Linked DNA regions of Mus musculus: region 1 is linked to region 2. A link is a contact called in public HiChIP or PLAC-seq data. All regions are on one chromosome and are shown on one strand. The core of a region is the stretch at or near the end of the contact, and the rest is flanking DNA. Distances in the headings are between cores, read along the strand shown.

Evidence for each region. HiChIP or PLAC-seq counts read pairs in DNA pulled down with a chosen protein or histone mark.
Region 1: an H3K27ac HiChIP or PLAC-seq map of microglia shows a contact between it and region 2, with 3 times the contacts expected there. The contact joins two enhancer-like sites. A contact is called at or near these places in 1 of 15 datasets of contacts at CTCF or cohesin (the NIH/3T3 cell line), 3 of 484 Hi-C or Micro-C datasets (the G1E-ER4 cell line, the N1E-115 cell line and Th1 cells) and 1 of 115 datasets of contacts at active chromatin or transcription factors (microglia).

The regions. Positions count from the first base shown.
Region 1 is chr12:79,811,942-79,816,565 of GRCm38.p6, reverse strand. Rad51b (RAD51 paralog B) reads right to left here. Exons shown (of 11, transcript NM_009014.3): 11 at 1,876-2,624. The coding sequence ends at 2,608. Among named protein-coding and RNA genes, the nearest start is that of Gm36048, 15 kb to the right of the region's middle. Within about 2 kb of position 3,200, at least 30 of the 459 cell types and tissues checked have an H3K27ac peak or open chromatin away from gene starts, as enhancers often do. A contact at or near this core is called in the N1E-115 cell line and microglia, where this site is marked.
Region 2 is chr12:79,644,020-79,648,551 of GRCm38.p6, reverse strand. The region is part of intron 7 of Rad51b (RAD51 paralog B); the gene reads right to left. Among named protein-coding and RNA genes, the nearest start is that of Gm36048, 150 kb to the left of the region's middle. Within about 2 kb of position 1,666, at least 126 of the 459 cell types and tissues checked have an H3K27ac peak or open chromatin away from gene starts, as enhancers often do. A contact at or near this core is called in the N1E-115 cell line and microglia, where this site is marked.

The sequences.
Region 1 (4,624 bases), core at 1,951-4,450, 170 kb before region 2:
AGTATGATTGGAGGATAAGCAGGTATGATCTAATGGCAGTAAACTTGGGGGCAGGTACCGCTGCTCTGTTTGCCCATATTCTTCTCTTCATCTCCGGGCCTCTAAGAGATAAGAGCATTCCTTTCCTCAGGGCCCAGGGAGGGCAGTTCTAGGCTGAAGTCTTTATGACCTGCTTCAGGGGAAGAAAGCTGGCCAGGTTTTATGAGCTGCTCATGGGAAAGGGAGAGAAAGGGGCAGACATCAATCTTCCTCCTGTTGTTTCTTTATATACAGAGCTAGTGTCTGCTAAACCTCCTCACCATCTTCTCCAACGCTCCTCTGTTGTCTTGACTTTAGCCAATTCCTGTCATAAGAATGCACCAGAATCCCCCCCCCCCCTCCCCGAGACAGGGTCTCTCTGTGTAGCCCTGTCTGTCCTGGAACTCACTCTGTAGACCAGGCTGGCCTCGAACTCAGAAATCTGCCTGCCTCAAAAAAAAAAAAAAAAAAAAAAAAAAGAATGCACCAGAAATGTACATTTAATCAGCTGCAAAACTAAGCTTGGTTTGCACGTGAAACTATGGAAAAAACCACAAGTTCTCAAAAATGTCTCCCCCTCGGAGGAAGCGCATGGCTTCAACTGGAGCATCTGCTTCCAAACCCGTACAAATCCTCCTCGCTCCCTCATGTCCAGCATGCTACTGGCTCCTCAGGAACTCCAGCACAGCAAGACACCACCTCCGCACCGTCCCACCCCTGCCCAGCATAACACTTCAACTTTATCCACCATGAGACTTCATCCAATTTTGTTGTATGGTTATTAGAATGAGTTTTCTTGGTTCATTTATTGAGAGGAGCATATGTTGTTACTTTTTATTGTCTTGTTGTTATTAAGGTTTATTTATTTTATGTGAGTACACTGTCGCTCTCTTCAGACAGGTCATCAGGCGTAGTGGCAAGTATCCTTGCCACTTGCACCAGAAGAGGGCACTAGATCCCATTACAGATGGTTGTGAGCCACCACGTGGTTGCTGGGAATTGAACTCAGGACCTCTGGAAGAGCAGTCAGTGCTCTTAACCACTCAGCCATTTCTCTAGCTCCACTTTATATTGTTATGTGCTCAGCAATTCCTAACTTATTGGCAGAGGCAGCCTTTTACCACCCTCACCTCAGTTTTTGCACTCTTTTCAGCACAGGGAAGGGGGGGACACGACAAGATATAACCCTTACTCTAGCTCCTATGACAGTTAAAAATCTCTGAAGGGGGAGCAGGCACAAGGTGATTCTACACTACTACAGTTTGGGGTCACTACCACCTGAGATGATAGGTTGCCAGAGGCTGGAAAGAATGTTGTTAAGAAAATTTTTATAGTTGGGCACAGTAGTGTATGCCTTTAATCCCAGTACCCAGTGGTTCAGACAGTCTGGTCTACACAGTGAGTTTCAGGCCAGGGCTATATTGTGAGTCCATGCCTTACTAAACATAAAATAATTTTACATTTATTCTTTCTATTCTTTCTCCTTCCTTCCTTTCCTCTGTCTTTTGTTCTTTTTGCCTGTGCAGTGTGCATGTGCAGCGGTCGCAGGACAACTTTGGGGAGCTGGCTCTTTCCTTCTGACATGTGGGATCCGGGCACTGAATCCAGGTCATCAGGCTTAGTGGCAAGTATCCTTGCCAGCCGAGCCACCTTGCCAGCCCTGGGAAGATTCAAACTTTGACTTTGAGGAGGCTTAAGCCCCGCAAACATTGCACTGAACCATCTCAATCTGATACTTCAGCTAGGAGCCTCCGGGCAGTGGGAACTGGTGGGCTGGGGATCCGAGGGAAAGGACTGAATTACCCCATGGGTCACCAATTGATTTATTTGCTAATTGAGTGGCCCAGCTTTGGGTTTCAACTCTAAAGAAACCACTTCATCCTTTATTAAATACTGCAAGAATTTCACTCTTTGTTCTGCGAGGCTATGCACAATATACCAGTGGAACGTGAATTTATACTTACAATAGTCACAGCACTAATGACCTTCCAAACAACACTAATACCATGCACGCTCTGCTCCGAAGTGAGGTCTGAGCCTGTCAGCGAGTTCTGAGGCCATCGACCTCCCTCTGACACTAGAGCAGACCCCCACGCCCATGGCCGCCTTCAGTTTCCCCCACGGTTTCGATATTTCATTTGTGAATCAGTTACTCTTTGGAGACCCCGGTTCTTTGTACACCTATTCTTTTTATTTGCGGAACAATACTTTATTCGGAAATGTTCCCTTCTGTAATTACAAATCTTGTTAGTCCCCCTCCTGCTCTCCCTAGGGGGATTGTGGGCTTTAATTAATTAATGTGGCTGAACCACTTTGAGGGGCATGGCTGAAAGGTGCTGTGTAAGTGCAAATTATTACGATGGCCGCTGACATCCCACGGTGGTGGAGCCCCTAGCCTCTGCATCCAGAGACTGGATAAAGGCTTCTTCATCTTCACCTTCCGGGTCTGAAATCACTGTTACCACCTCAACAGCAACCAACCAATTAATCCTCATTATGTTGGCTTCCGTTTCCTTTTTCCAAGCAGCGCAGTCCTGTTTCATTTCATGAGTCACATGCAATCAGCACTAGACAAAGGTCACAGTATCCCTATGGTCTTTCGTGGCCTAAAAGGAACAAGAGAGGGAGGGGGAAAAAACTAAGAAGAAAAAGAAAGAGAAAGTTAAAAAGAAATTGTCATGAAATGTACTAGCTTGCCACTAGTAACCTAACCAAAGCTTTCCCTGCTGCAGGGGTCCCCTCCCACAGAGTCAACCACTGCATGCCCCAGAGACACTCAGAAATGGCCCAGTCAGGGTTAAGGTCCAGCAACTCTGGCTTTGACTGCCAAAGAGCCACAGACAAAAGGGGAAGTCTATCTCTACTAGGTGGGACAGGATCATCCAAAGACACAGGAGCCCCCCCTTTGGCTTTGTTACCCCTAAGTTTCTCCTGAGAAAGCCAGCTGCCTTCTGTGGTCTCAGGAAGCCCTCACAAAGGCCGTGAGCCCGATTTAGATGTTTTATGCTGCACCTAGCACCCCACAGCCCTTAACAAACGCCCAGGACGTCCACTATGGTGAGAGCCATTGAAAGCAGCCCCGTAGGGGAGACGTGGCCTCTCATAGGGATGCTGCTGACCAAAACACTCCTTACAAGGTTGTGCCTCAGGCCCTTTGTTAGAGTGGTTGCGGGCACGCCTCAGGGGGTCGTGTCTTCATCGGCCTCCATTTATCCTCCCTATTGAAGGGCTCCTTCAGGACACTGGTCAGTCTCTGTGGGAAATGATTTGAAGAGCAACAAAAGAATTTGGGCCCTTTGAAGGGGGGGCTTCAGAATTCAGTAAACATCTGGACATGGAAGGCCAGGTTCTCAAGCTGGGGAGGTGTCAGAAGAGAGAGAGAGCGGTGTGCACAACGGAAGGGTGCTTAGTTTTGTGCTGACAGTTGTTGTCCAGAGGCCCGGACGCCCCAGTAGGTTGATGGAAGATTTTTCAAAAGCTCCCCTATTTGTCAGTGAGTGCAGTTCACTCTCTGTCAGTTCCCGGGGCACATGTGAGGAAATGGAAGTTTTGCATGGTCAGTGAGCAGCGTGTGACGGATGGACGGACAGACTGATTCGGTATGGATTGTGAAATAAAGTAAGGCTGCAATAAGCCTGTCCTCAGTAGTAGTAGCTGCTCAGCATTTCTGCCACCCTTGAAGTTTGTAAAGCACTTACTAGCCAAGGTAACCTACTGATTCTCAGGACAAACATGTTTTAATCGATGAATAAAACAAACAAACAAAGAGAAAGAGAGAGAGAGAGAAAGCAAAGAGGAGGAGGAAGCGCGAAGCGATTTGCATTTCATCACATGGGTGAGAGTCAGGACCTGAACTCTTGACTCTCGATGTCCCTTTATTGTTGAGTCAATCCATTTAGAACGCATTAGTCAGCACGATTCAACATTTGTCACTAATCAGGGTCAGTGCTAGAAGTAGCCAGCATTCCCCAGGGTCTCCAGATCTATCCTCAAACAGTAAAAAGAGACAATGGGATGCAGGTTTTGTCAGTATTCACCAGCTGAATCCAATTCAAGGCCCGCATGCTTTCAGGCAACCATGCCTGGTCATCCCTAGCTGGAAAGAATCTCTCTCTTTATCCTTTTCAAGCCCTATCGGGGGAGGGGGGGTGTCAAACCTTTGCAACAGGTGTCCGTCTGTTTTTGATTAAATTTATCTAACTACATCTTCTTTTGAGCTAAAAAGAAGGGACTTTGCCTCTCCCTCCCCCACGTCCTCTGCATCTGGAGCTTTGTAAACAATAGGTGTTCAACTAGCATGTTCTGAACTAAACTAACCATCATGGGGCTTAAATCATATTTGAGAAAGAACGCCAAGCCCTTTTGGAAGTGATTTTTTTTTTTTTTGAAGAAAATCAACAAATGATTTAACATCTTTTCGTATTATTACCTGGGTGTTTTAACAAATGCAAACTCCTAGCTCTGTGAATGACTTCCAGATTCTACCAGAGGAGCACACAGCCAGCCTAAGTATAGCCCAGGTCTTAGAATAAAGGGGTTTCTTCTCTAGCTATCTTTCAACGAATGTATAAAGAAAGCAAAAGTGTAGGCAGGGAAAAAGAAAAAC
Region 2 (4,532 bases), core at 417-2,916:
AAACAAATCTGGTTTTACTATTCACTGGTTTAGTTTTGCCAAGCTCTGGAAAATTATAAATCATTCCATGATGAAAAGAGAGAGAGAGAGAGAGAGAGAGAGAGAAATAGAGAGAGATCATGTCCCTCTTCAGCTCAGAGAATATCAACTATCAGCTCTACAATAAAGAACCGATAAGGCTTTGGGATGCCAGTCTGCTATTTCCATTGTGAGGGACTGAATGTAGGACAATGGCTATCTGGGAAAATGTGAACGTTGTCAAGGCTTTTCTTTTTTTTAAATATTTGTCATAAAACACCAAGCTCCAATTTGACCAGAAGAAAACACGCCTGTGGGATTCCAGCAGCCTGCCTATATTTCGTTTTGGCTCTGGCACGAATCTGCTGAGCAATTCTGGGAAGTGTGCCTAACCCCTCTGTTCTTTAGAGTGTTGAGTCCACAAAAGCTATGGCGAGAATTAATATATTCTGATGGCTATTAGTAGAAGGGGCTATGAAGGAAAAATGTTAACATGTCTCAGTTTGCCTTAGTTCTGCTGTTGTACACAAAACTCCAGGACTGTCATTGACTTTCATTAGCCTCAACCTTAAGGAAGCTGCTCTGCCCAGAGATGCCGGAGAGCGGCTGAGGAAAAGGAGAGGGAAACACAGTGAGGGAGATGGCTTGGGCATATTTGAACTCATTGTGTGAAGACTTCAGTTCACACTGCACAGTGATCTGCGAATACAGATCTCTCTAGTGGACTGTCTTCCTCAATCGTTGCCCTTCCCTATGTCCCAGAATTAACAGGTGCTAAGGTCATTAAGACCAAGGAGCAACAAACCGATACTCAACTAGAACTCGCCATGCCTGTGGCCACAGCACCCCAGTTGCTGGCTGCAGGGTTTCCCCTGGAGTGTACACCCTGGGAGAAGCAGACCAAAGCAATCCACAGCCGAGCTGGAGAAAAGAGTGTTGCTGATCAAGAGTCCCTGGAGGAAAGACAGGCTCTGTGTGAGGGACAGCACATATGGAAGGATGGTAAATCTCCTCAGCTTGCCATGCTCACCTCTTCAGTCACTGAGGGCACCCCTAAGCGTTCTACTACCATCACCTCCACCACCGAGTTCCGGGAGATGGAGGAGGAAGGACAGTGTCTGCCATTTGTTCACACCAGGTATGGGGTAACTGCCCTGCACGATGGTGAGGCTTTCTCTTTGGCCTAATTACCCGTAGAATGGATACTCTAGGGAAAATCTGTGGCCAGCAACTGTGGGGCTGTGGCTTATAGGTATGGTGAGTTCTAGCTGTATATTAACATGTTCCCTGCCTGGCCCCAGTGGACTGACCTGTTGGGTCTGAGACTGGGGTGGGTTGGGAGGGTGGTGGCACCAGTTGTGGTAGCAGGCCAGTGTGCAGTTTTCACCTCTAGCCCAACCTGGCAGTGTTGGGCCCACTGCAGGAAATGACACAGTCTCTTGGTTACTTGTGACAGGGTAACCACTGTGGCTTCCAGTGGTCTATTTACCAACTATATCAAATTTTGCAGTTAGCACGGGGCCAAGAAAGGCTGGCTACCTAGGTATGGAAAAGAAGGTGGCCCATTTTCAGATGGCTCTGGGGTTCACACGGATGTGAAAGAAACTTTCCTACCAGCTGTTCTGTGCATTTTCTGTGGCAGTCACTGTGCATGAAGTTTGTTCGGCTGTCTTTGCCCACTTCCTCATCCCTGCCTACTGAGCTCTTCAGACAGGCAGGGAGGTGAATTTCCAGCCCCCTCCCGCCCCGAGTTTCTGATGACCTTTTTCGGTGTTTTTGTTACTTGTGGTGCTTTCTATTCACGTGTATGCCTTGGTGCTGGGGATTCCCCTCCCTTCGGTTTGCAAGGAGGGTTAGAAAGACACGGCTTTGTGATAAGTACCATCATAGACGGCTGCTACTCACTCACTCCCCCTCCTTACACTCATTTGGGGCCAAGAAAAATCGTTCTATTGAGTCATTTGCTCCCCAAAGAGACTGAAGATATAACTCTTGGGGGGAGTCCAACTTCATCAACACCAACTTTGATCCTCCAGCCTAATGTATGCTTATTGTAGACAGGGGCTAAGCTCAGAGGAACCTCAGATACGTCCTGTGGGGCGCAGAGCAGTGCTAATATCCCTGCCTTATCTCTATGTTCCCAATTAAGTGGTGTGGCATCCTAACCAGCATGGGCTCACTGACGGGGCAGGTCCAATTATCTCCATCTCCAGAGTGAATCTGTAGCATGAAACTCTGTCGGCCATTGTTCAAAGGTTGGTTAACTGGTCTACCTAGAAATCCCCAAGTCAGCGGCTTTATCAGATACTCATGTACAAAAGTGATTTCATGTCCTCAAAGATGGACAATTTTATTTTTGAGGCAGAGTGATTCCATGCTTCTACATCCATATTTAGAAGACATTGATACAGACACAAACAGTGAAAATTAGACACAATCAGACAGAGTCAACAAAGAAGAGACAGAAGAAGAATAGGTCAAGAACAAATATAGTAAGTGGCCAAATACTTACCTAGTAGCCCTTGGTATGGCACTCTCCAACATGACCACTAGTGAGCAAACCCCCAGTCAGAGGCTACAGGCTGGCAAGGACCCATCTCACCTAAGGAACAAGGCCCAATGCCAGATGACAAACCAGTTTCTTCTCTCTGCCATTCACTCTGGTGACCTGGAAACAGCCATCTGGAGCAGAGTCTGAGAGGAAATGTGAGGCTCTGGCAGGCCTCAGAGTTGCTGGAGGTGATGACTAGGTCTGTGCAACGTCCACCGGCTCATCTTACCAATAGAACTACATATTGAAGCCGATATCTTACATCTTTCCCTCCCTCGTTTTCAGTTGGCTTTCTGGCACCACTCATCTGACATCATTAACATGAGTAATGGCACTTTTATACTTTCATTCACAGACTGGTCTTAACTGATCCTTAGTGTATGAGGGAAACTGAGAACTAAGTCAACTAGCCATCATGGGTTAGAGGGGTAGGCAGGCTCCAGACTCAAACATCCTGGCCTCTCTCTCTCTCTCTCTCTCTCTCTCTCTCTCTCTCTCTCTCTCTCCCTCTCTCCCTCTCTCCCTCTTTCTTTGGTTTTTCGAGACAGGGTTTCTCTGTGTAGCCCTTGCTGTCCTGGAACTCACTTTGTAGACCAGGCTGGCCTCGAACTCAGAAATCCGCCTGCCTCTGCTTCCCAAGTGCCCGGCTGGCTCCCTTCTCTTAACAGTAGTGAAACACCAGGTCTACACTTAGGTAGATCATTTGCTCTCTCTATGCCTTATTTTCCTGAGCTACATAATTGGGTTAGCAATTATCCCTATTGTGAAGACAAAGGACAGCATGTGAGATGCTCTTAAAAAGCCTGATACCTGATAGGTGTTTAATGAACATTACCTTTGCTATGACAGCCATTCTAGAACCTGTTTATGTCTCATGGTTCACTTCCTCTGGTTCTCACTCTTCCCATCCCAAATGGCCCAGTCTGAAATCCCCCTCCCTTCACTCTTTCTTAAGATTTTGTATTTCAGCATCCAGGTGAACTCTCAACTCTTTCATGAATAACTTCCCAAATATTTATCTTCAACTAATTTCTCAGTTTTTAATATACCTACTTCAGCATCAGTATTAAGGAACTCACTGCAAGACTTACTCTACATGTGTTATTTTTCTTTTAACAAGACTTAACAGAAATATTTCTTGGTCTCAAAGGAGTCCAAAGAGGGGAAGTCAGTTGAGCCAAGCCATTTATGATGGTACTCATCATAAAGATTTGTCTTTTTAATCTTTGTAAATCCTTGCTTACAGTGTAAACTTCAAGGGATTTGATGTCATTCTGGGTCCCTAGGTCCCCTTCTGGGTTCCTATTCCAAATGCAGAAAGGGAGAATGGAACCCAGCTTTGATTCAGTTCTTCCTATCTACAGACTCCATACTGAGTGCCTGTCTGACATTTATTTAACTTATTTCATCCTCTCAACCCAGGCAAGTCAACATTATTATCCTGCTTTTCTCAGATTAAACAGCACCGTGAGTCAGACTCAAATCAGTCCTATATGGCTCCCTGGTTCTTCCAAGGAAAAGTTCTTTGCATGAAAATGCATGGCCTCATGATTTACTGATTCAGTTCATCAGACCAAGGCATGCTAATATCAGAGTAATCAAGTTCCATGTTGTTCAGTGCAAAATCAGATAAAGAAATCTGGGAAGATGGCTCAGTGGGTAAAGTGCTGGCTGTACAAGCCCGACAACCTAAATTCAGACCATCAGCTTCTACAAAAAGCCAGTTATGGAGGCTGAGAGAGGAGAATCACAGAGGGGTTGCTTTCCATCCAGTCTTGCTAATCAATGAGTTCCAGGTTCACAAAATAAGGTGGAAGCAGTGATGCCTATGAACTGCAACAATGATCAGCATGGTATGATATACCTAAAGGTGTAACAGTGGCAACCAACAGATGCCTAATTGGACTTAAGTCCTGCTCAACAGGAGGGAAATCATGTCTAGCACAGGAAATCTACTTAACTT